Regions from separate parts of the Sus scrofa genome. Here regions 1 and 2 are each linked to region 3. The links are chromatin contacts, called in public HiChIP or PLAC-seq and promoter capture Hi-C maps. All regions are on one chromosome and are shown on one strand. Each heading gives the region's core, a stretch centred on a gene start, on an enhancer-like site or on the middle of the called end of the contact. The rest is flanking DNA. Distances are from core to core; before and after follow the strand shown.

What was found. Promoter capture Hi-C pulls out the DNA fragments that hold promoters and counts their contacts. HiChIP or PLAC-seq counts read pairs in DNA pulled down with a chosen protein or histone mark.
Region 1: a contact with region 3 is called in an H3K27ac HiChIP or PLAC-seq map of skeletal muscle, with 10 times the contacts expected there. The contact joins the enhancer-like site here to the promoter of LYSMD4 in region 3. A contact is called at or near these places in 5 of 47 Hi-C or Micro-C datasets (embryonic fibroblasts, heart right ventricle, liver and 1 more) and 2 of 2 datasets of contacts at active chromatin or transcription factors (alveolar macrophages and skeletal muscle).
Region 2: a promoter capture Hi-C map of liver shows a contact between it and region 3, with 8 times the contacts expected there. The contact joins the promoter of TTC23 here to the promoter of LYSMD4 in region 3. A contact is called at or near these places in 2 of 5 promoter capture datasets (fetal liver and liver), 2 of 47 Hi-C or Micro-C datasets (heart right ventricle and skeletal muscle) and 2 of 2 datasets of contacts at active chromatin or transcription factors (alveolar macrophages and skeletal muscle).

The regions. Positions count from the first base shown.
Region 1 is chr1:137,962,670-137,965,828 of Sscrofa11.1, reverse strand. All of the region lies in intron 5 of TTC23 (tetratricopeptide repeat protein 23), which reads left to right. Among named protein-coding and RNA genes, the nearest start is that of TTC23, 33 kb to the left of the region's middle. Within about 2 kb of position 1,823, at least 10 of the 83 cell types and tissues checked have an H3K27ac peak or open chromatin away from gene starts, as enhancers often do. A contact at or near this core is called in skeletal muscle, where this site is marked.
Region 2 is chr1:137,995,603-137,998,639 of Sscrofa11.1, reverse strand. TTC23 (tetratricopeptide repeat protein 23) reads left to right here and starts at 1,439. Exons shown (of 11, transcript XM_021098378.1): 1 at 1,439-1,884. LRRC28 (leucine-rich repeat-containing protein 28) reads right to left here and starts at 100. Exons shown (of 10, transcript XM_001925096.7): 1 at 1-100.
Region 3 is chr1:138,566,205-138,569,264 of Sscrofa11.1, reverse strand. It overlaps LYSMD4 (lysM and putative peptidoglycan-binding domain-containing protein 4), which reads left to right and starts at 1,695. Exons shown (of 3, transcript XM_001928238.7): 1 at 1,695-1,800; 2 at 2,998-3,060. The coding sequence starts at 1,710.

The DNA of each region.
Region 1 (3,159 bases), core at 574-3,073, 600 kb after region 3:
TGTTATGCCCCATGGAATGCACCTGCCATCCTGAGCTTGTCTGCCCTCCAAGCTAAAGGCATTTGGCTCAATCATCCTCAGTTCCCATAATGGCCCTGCCATGAATGTCTTTTTTTTTTTTTTTTTTTTTTTTGTCTTTTGTCCTTTTAGGGCCACATCTGCAGCATATGGAGTTTCCCAGGCTAGGGGTCTAATCGGAGCTGTAGGTGCCAGCCTATGCCAGAGCCACAGCAATGCAGGATCTGAGTCACGTCTGCGATCCACACCACAGCTCACAGCAACACCAGATCCTTAACCCACTGAGCAAGGCCAGGGATCGAATCCGCAACTTCATGGTTCCTAGTCGGATTCGTTAACCACTGAGACACAACGGGAACTCCGTGCCATGAATATCCTTGTGCAGCTCCACTTAGGTAACTCTGAAAGACTTTTTATGAGGCTTGTACTCCACAGGGAGGATTGCATGGTCACAGAGTATGCTTGTACTTAAGTTCATCACGTACTGGCCAATTGCTACACCCATCTGCCCTCACTTGCAGGGCACATGGGTTCCTGTTTCCTGACATCACCAAAAGGCACAGCCAAGAATGTCCAAAGCTATGTTATTTATAATACCCAAGAATTGGAGAAACAATCCAAATGCTTATCAGAGGCAGGGTAGATAAAATTGTGAGCTGTTCAGACAAAGAAAATGTTCAGATTACTCCTACGCTTAACATAATGGATGATTCCCACAAACATGTTTGTGAAAGAAGCCAGGTTGGGAGTTCCCATTGTGGCTCAGTGGTTAACGAGTCTAACTAGGAACGATGGGGTTGTGGGTTCGATCCCTGGCCTCACTCAATGGGTTAAGGATCCAGCGTTGCCGTGGGCTGTGGTGTAGGTCACAGACGCATTGCTGTGGCTCTGGCGAAGGCCGGCAGCTACAGCTCCTAGCCTGGGAACCTCCACATGCCGCGAGTGCGGCCCTAGAAAAAGACCAAAAAAAAAAAAAAAAAGAAAGAAAAAAAGAAGCCAGTCTGAAAAGAATTTATGCTGTATAGTTCCATTTATGTAGTGGAGGAAGAAGAGTAGTGACTGGGAAAGCCTACCAGTCCAGAATTTCTTCCTGCCCAGAAGTAGACATTCCACCTTGTATTATAAAACAGGAAATATACAAATATGAGGTCCAAGATCTGATACTTGTTGACTAAATTGAGACCTAACTAATGTTATTAGTATTTAATGTTGATCACTTGCTACAAAATTAAGTAGATTATCCTCTGCCAAAATCCAGCACCTCTTGAGTACTTTCCAAATTAGCAGTACCAAACCTTGCCAGCAGATGGCGGGCCTTGTACACACATGTGCTAAATACCCAACAAGAATTTAAGTTAATGTTCCAAGCTCTCCAAAGTTGCTTTTGTGTTTAATGGAGTTGTTTTAAACTTTATTGCTTCTTTTTATCCTAATTCTTCACTGTGACATATTCATTGGAACATGCATGTTTAAACAGCACAGTTCTCATGCATTTACTTTGTTTCCTCATTGAAATGTGAATATTTTGTCCAAATGGATCTGCTTTAGAAGGTAACAAGGCTTTGGTTTTGTACATTTCTACAGTTGTGCTAACAACCACAAAGGCTTTTTTGTTTGCCATGCCTTGGAAATGGAAGGCCAGGGTAATTTCTCAGGCAGCTCTCATGAGATTTTATGTTTCTCTTAAAAGGGGATCTTTCAGTGCACTGTCTTCCTCCTCCTGCCTGCCTGCCTTTTATGGTGCCTATCAGGCCATGCCAGTTCTTTTCTCCTTGGGCTGACAGATAAGGGCTACAGGGTGACTCACACTCAGTGCCTTCCATCCCTGGACTGTGGCCTAAAGCATCATTCCTTCTACCTGCCCTCCTTTGTTCCAGACTACTTCATTCAGTAATCATTTATTAACTTTGGAGAGTGAATCCAAATCTTGTGTTCTTATGTGCACAGTTGTTTTCTCAGATGTGGCCAAGAAAGTCACCAGAGAAAGTAGGCAAATTTTTTCCAGTGTTAAGGATTCTTTTCTCTTCTGGTTACTAATAGATAGATCCCCAGAGACAGATAATGTCTTTATATATGCAGTGTATACCATTGCATGACTGTGCTCGCCCCCTCCCATACACCTTTTAAAATAATCTTTCTACGCAGCATGATGGTGATGGCCCTTCAAGACTGCTGCTCTGGAACATGTGGCCTATCCCAAGCTTTCTCTATGACTGCTCGATTTGTCATCTTTGGAGTCCTACGTAGCTTGCCCAAAGAGCACTTGACCTGGCCTTGCTTGCTCTGCTGAACCAGCTCTCAAGTGTGCCTGTGACAAGTAAACCCTCCTCAGAGGATCAACAAGACACTTTCCAGGAATCTGGAATCTCTAAGGAATGTGCCATGGTATAGCGGACAGTCTGGCCTTGGAGTGAGGTAGCCCTGGGTTCATGTCAGTGTCCATTCTCCCTTCCCAGCGGTAGGACCCTAAGTAGATCCTGCACTCTCCTGTCAGCCCCCAGAGCATTGTTGTGACAGTCAAATGTACCCTGCATTAATGCATCGGGTACCTGGTAGCCCTTACAAAAGTAGCTATTATTACCGTTATTGTCTAACTGAGCATTTTCCTTTCTGCCATTTCATTCTGGAAATGATTTGACTTCGAAGCATGTAGTTCCTACATCGCAGATTAAGATGCTGACTGCCCTGGCTCGCAATATTCTTTCCTGTACTTTTTTTTCCTATGACCTGAGAAGGCTGTTTTGTTTTGTTTTGTTTTGTTGTCTTTGCTCTCATGAGCCACCTAAGCTAAAACTCAGATGTGTATCTATCTGTGTGCCGATATGTGTACATATGCACATATACATGTATATGTGTGTTTGAAGCTTGAGCTTGTTTCTTGGTTTTGCTTTCTGTAGATTCATTATAGTCACAAGATTTGGAAAGTGATTCTCATGCAAGGTTTCCACAGAAGAATGAACATGGGGGAGGTTTCTCTCTTAGCCAGTACCCCCTGGGAGAGGGTAGAAAGTAATAGAGAAAAGAGTGGTAAGTGGGACAATGTCTGTGTCTACCTGCCATCACCTCATTGGGATGTGGAATTCTGCTTAATTCCATATGCTTCCCTGTAAAGCATTCCCAGTGGCTTTTACTGTGAATTTT
Region 2 (3,037 bases), core at 190-2,689, 570 kb after region 3:
GGCGCCAGAGGAGCCAGCGCTCCCGGGCGCAGGAGCGCCGGACCGCAGGCCGAGGCCGGGCGGGCGGGGCCGGGCGCAACGCGGGAGGGGATGGGGCGGGGCGCAGGCGCAGAGGGGCGGGGCGGGGCGAAACTCGCACTTTGGAGCTTGGGGGGAAGGCAGAGCGGAGCAGAGAAGAACGGAACCTCGCGATATTACGCCTCTGCTCTTACGGTTTTGCAATAGGTGGGATAAGATGCCCGTTTTCCAAGAGACATGCCTATTCGCTGAAAAAAGGGCCTTCTCCAAGCCTGCCCCGCGCCCCACTCGGCCTTTGCTTCCGGCTCCGGTGTTAGGGGTTGCTCTCGCATTTGGCTTTTGGCTTAGGGTTTTGTGGGGGTGATTTGGCCGGCTCCAACCTCGGGAACCGCCAGTAACTGATCTCTTCTTTCATTCGTACTGTCACTGACTCACTAGTCCTCTAATGTAATTCTGTGCATTACAGCAACTTTAACACCCAGTCGTTTACTGTGTACCAGGCAGCGTTCTAAGAGCTGCGCTAGATTATTTCACTTAACTCTCAAAGCTGTCCTATGACACACGTACTATTGAAAAGAGGGTAACCTCTTTGGAAAGCCTAACGTTGATTATCTAGCGGTTCATTGTCAAACAGCTTTGACTTTATAGATTTACGTTGGTTTATATAATTTCCGTTAGAGATTAAGTAGCCTGAAAAGCAGTTATATTAAATAAAAATAACACCTATCCCAAAAAAGGTATGAGTTATAATGCAATACTAGCAATTATCTATTTAGTAAACTAGTCTTCAGAGTTTTCTAAAGTATATGCATGGTGTATGTCATGTACTTCTAAGACCTTTTATACAGATTTGTAAATACTTAAGAACTTGTACTTGAACTTTTTACTAGACTTAAAATGAGAAAACCTACAGTTTGTGTAAAAACAAAAATCTTTAGGATGTTTAAGATCAACCCAAATAATATGATTTGCTCCTAATATTGAAGAGTCATACAGACAAAAAAGATTAACTATAGCTAGACCAATTTTTTAAAAGCAGTGTTAGCCTCTTAGTTTGCCTTTCTCTAAAAATGAAATATTTAAGTACATTAACTTATATTTGATCATGAAAAAATGAATTATCTTGAAATAACTTCTGCCCTTTGAAATAGACACAAAAGTAGCCATGTGATTCTCTTAAAATTCTCTAAATTTGTCAAGTGCCAAGTTTACACTTTGCCTAACTCAAAACGGAGGAAAAATTCTCTAATTTAGAATTAGTGATTTGGCAATCTTTGGCAGACTTCAACAGGAGGGGATACCACTTTAAGAAAATTCCAAGGAAAGGACAACCCTATTTTAAAATTCCCACCTCTGGCTCCCAAGGATTGGGTAGTAAACTTAGACAAAATACTTTTCTCCACTTCCTATTGGTGCGTGCTCTGTCATTCATTCTTCTTGGAATTTTGTGAGATACCAGATTGCTTTACGGGAAAAGACTGTTCCAATTTAGTCTGGAACTGCCCTATTTTTAGACTCTTTCATAGTTATCAATCCTTACAAAAAATCACCAAACCGATACAGCGTGGACCAATCTGGAAAATCAGGCTGCCGAGTCAACAGTGTAATTCAATGGAAAAAGAAACGGACAACCTCTCAAGGCACACAGGGTAACTGACAAAGGATTCTACAGAGTTAAATAAACTATTCTGATTTTTTTTTTTTTTTTTTTGCTAGTTTTAAAGGAGACTGTCAAAGGAAAAGCAGATAAAATACAGCCATAATGTCAGAGTGGCAGGGAGAAAGATTTTCAGAGGCTATTTTTCTCTTTAGAGAAAATGTTATCCTGGGATTAGCAGTGGATTTTTGAATGATAAAAGGACCAAGGTAATACGGTTAATTATAGATTATTTTATACTCCAAGAAGCTGTATTTTGTTGTTGCTTTAATATGGATTTAATGTCTTAATGTTATTGTAATTATCAAGCAAAATGGATATTTTTGTTTAAAACCTAGCATAATAGACAATCCATCTGTTAAAGGATATGACAAAATTATCATCTTTGGAATTGGGTTTTGTTTACATTTGTAGCAGGGTCAGATCGGCTAATGACCAAGGAAAATATAATATTGGTATATGAAACAGAATCAATAGGTAGTGGATGTAAGGATAAATTCTCAAAAGTGAAATCTAGCATTTATATTTTCAAAAATGATATTTTTACTAAAGCTAAAATATAAATGTTCAGGAAAATATTGATAAATGAGAATAATGTATATTAAAATATATATTTGAAATAGCAACTTTTTAAAGAATCCAGCCAATATGTAATTCCAAAATATAACATCTTGAAGATTCTTCAAGATTCAGCTAGTAAATATAATACCTGGTGGCACATCTTTACCTTTATAAGGCCCAACTCAGGTATGCAGTAAATATTTCTTAAGGGTCCTCTGTTAATCTATATATGGGGCTATTAAATAAAATATATTCTTAAGGAGCTCATACTCTAGAAAGAGACTCAAAAAAGATTTAAATGAAAACTTTTGTATAGTTCTTGATGCATAGATGGCTGTTACAGACCATAGCTGCTTCAGGTGCTCAGATCAGTGTGAGCAGAAATATTCAGGGAGAGTTTCAAAGTAGGGTTAAGACCCATTTGGAGCTTGAGCAATGGGCAAAATTTCAATAGATGGAAGAGGAAAGAAATGGCATCCCAGGTAGTGGGGGATTTGTTAGCAAATATGTCCAGCTAAAGAATAATTATCCCTGACACAGCAGAATGTTCATTTGGGGACTTTAGATTTAAAAAAAAAAAAAAAAAGGTTAAGAAGTTACATGAAGAGTCAAAATTGCAAGAATTAAGGAGTCAAGTCCTGGGTCATTGTTTTTTGTTTTTGTTTTTGTTTTTGTTTTGTTTTTTGTCTTTTTAGGGCCATACCCACAGCATATGGAGGTTCCCAGGGTAGGGGTCAAATCAGAGCTGTAGCTGCTGACCTTACACCACAACCACAGCAACACAGGATCTGAGCCACATCT
Region 3 (3,060 bases), core at 446-2,945:
TTAGGAGAGCTGGGTGTTTAAAGGCCAGAGAAAAGTGGGGTGTGGCTGAAAGAAATAGTTACGGGGGCAGAGAATGCTTCCCAGACCTCACACTATCCTGGACTGTGACTGCCAATATAAAAAATTTGATTTTTAGGTGTCCCTGTGGTGGCTCAGTGGTAACAAACGTGACTAATATACATGAGGACTTGGATTCGGTCCCTGGCATTGCTCAGTGGGTTAAGGATCCACTGTGATCCGAGGTGTAGGTTGCAGGTGGCTTGGATCCTGCATTGCTATGGCTGTGGCATAGGCAGGCAGCTGCAGCTCTGATTCAACTCTTAGCCTCGGAACTTCCCTATGTTGCATGTGTGGTCCTAATAAAACAACAACAATAACAACAACAACAAAAAAACACTTGACTTTTCTTCTAAGTGGGATGGAAAGTCATAGAAGAGGTTTCTGAGATTTTATTCTTTTAATCCTTTTGCTTTCTTGCTTAATTTGATTGCTAGTGAGGCTTAATTTCTTTTTTTCTTTTTTCTTTTTGGCTGCACCTGGGGAATGTGGAATTTCCTGGGCCAGGGATGCAAGTTCCACCACAGCAGTGACAGGAGCCACTGCAGTGACACCACTGAATTCTTAATTCGATGAGCCACAAGCAAACTTCCAGGTTTAATTTCTCTTCCCTGTTAGCCATTTGTGTTCTGATTGTGCAGAATTGTCTGCTCATGCTCTCCATCCATTTCACAACTTGGATCTTAGCGTGTTTATTATTTAAGATTAATAAAATTCTAATATTTTGCTGCATCCCTCCCCCCACAAGATTACTGGGGTTTTTTTGTTTGTTTGTTTTTCTTTTTTCTTTTTTGTCCGCCTCCGGGCAATATGGAGTTCCTACGGCTAGGGATTAGATCCAAGTGACCTACGCCACAGCTGAGGCAATGCAGGATCCTTAACCCCATGTGCCGGGCTGGGCACCGGACCTGTGTCTCAGCACTCCAGAGATGCCGCTGCTCCCGATGCACCACAGCGGGAACGCCTACCATTTGCTATTTAATTTTGCTTTCCTTTTTTGGGCTCAAGCTTTAAACCTTTGTGTTTTAGTGTGTAAAAGAATTCATCCATCACTTTTAAGCTTAAGGAGTCTCAGCCATCTGACATTTGATAAATTGTGTTTCTTTAGTCCCTGTTGTCACGGTTCAGGGTCTTAACATTCATGGACTTTTTTGTCCTCGTGCGCGGGGGGCGGGACAGAGCAAATTCCTCCTGCGTTCTGGCCCGGGAAGGTTCAGAATGCGAGACCCCTCAGACCAGAGGAGTTCCTTCTCCTCCGGAGGCCTCAGCTGGTGATAGGCACTCCATTGGCAATGCGAGCTTCTCGTTACAGATCAGGAATCCAGGTCTGGGCCAAAGTCCTCTTCTACTACTGAGAAAGCCGAGGCTCAGTGGAAAGCCCGAAGGGAGACTCAAAGGGTTTGATTGTCTAGAGCCGAGGCATAAACTGGAGCCTGGAAGAGCCGATGCAGCAGGGGCAGGCGAGCCTTTGCATCAGGGGTCAGGTCCTGGAGCTGAGGCCCCGCCGCGGCCCCCTATCCCGGCCTATCTCTCTGCAGGTCCTGTGCGGACCATCAGCACAGCTGGGCTCGGCCAAGTCCCCGCCCACCGCTGATTTCATTGGCTGCTTCGGCCGGCCCCACCTCCCAAGGACCAGCTGATTTTCGCAGCCAATGGGCTGCGGCGGCGGCAGCAGCGGCGACGGGTTTCGGCTGATCCCGGACGTGAGGTGCCCGGCTCTGAGGGAGGGAATCCGAGGTCCAGGTGGGGTGCCGCATGGGCTCTTTGGGTAGCCCCGCCTGTCTGTCTGTCGGGTGGCGAGCTATGGCTCCAGGTTCTCAGAGGTTGCCCTGCTGCCGCTGGAGGTGGGGCGTCCCAGGACGTGGAGGGCTGGCCCGAGGTTTCTGGGGTTGGAGGTCGGAGGTCGGAGGTCGGAGGGCGTGCCTTTGTGGAAAGTTGGGGCCTCGGAGGTCTTGGCATAGGGGTGGGCCGCTCTGGGCTTTTTCACTCGGCTCCTGTTTGAGGGCTCCCCCTCCCCGTGTCACGAAAGGAGTTCCGAGGGAAGCAGGCCTGCGAGCCGCCGGGGCGACCCGCGGGCGCGAGGAGAGTGGTCGCTTCCCTGCTCCTCCGAGCTCGAGCTCCAAGTGCGGGGAGGGGAGGGAGTGGGGCAAGGTGGGGGTCGCGCCAGGGCCACTCGTTCCCTAGGGGTCTGCTCCCCTCTGCCTCGGAAGGAACCCGGTGTGAGTTTTCACTTCTGGAAGTTCTTCCATCAACTTGGAGTGGTTAGGGCTGTGTTGTGCCTTCTATGCTGGTTCGGAAGTGATGATAAAAACCAGGTGTGAGGAGGCACTTGAAGGCAAAGGGACCTGTGAGAGACTGGACGAACTTCCTAGTTGGGTGGGGATCCTCCCCCTAACTTGCCTCAAGTGTGATAGAATTCATACAGTTTCAAAAGCGGAGTCTCAGAATTCTAGTCTTGACCTTAGTGAAGATAGTTGGGAATGCTTGAAGTATTGAGTAAGAATTTTTCGAGCAAAAGTTCTGAGTTTTAAGATTCTCAGTGCAAGGAAGGGAGTTGGGAACCGCCCTTACCTCTCCTGGCAGTGATCCCAGCTGTTGCTTTACTTCTCTGGGACTGAAAAGTTGTTTCTCTGCATGTGTGGGATTGAAGGACATGTAGCTGTGGATGAGGAATAAGGGGACAAAAAAAGGGGACTCTTGTTTTCTGTGCAAAAAAAATATGCAGCTGGGGGGGAAAGTGTTTCTATTTGCCTATCTCTCCCTTCATCTCATTGAGCATAAACATGTGTTTTGACATTTGTTTTATACAGACGGTATGTGTTGCCAATTTGTAATACTAGGCAAAGGAGTCATTTCTAACAAGGATACAATTATCATCAGTGTAGCCACGGAAGAATGAATATGCCTTGTGTGGAATTAACCCTGGGGTTTGGTTTTCAGTTAAGAAAATGAGGCAGAAGGGAGTGTTAACCAAGACCTTCCGAGGCCCAGCCAGTGTCTGTA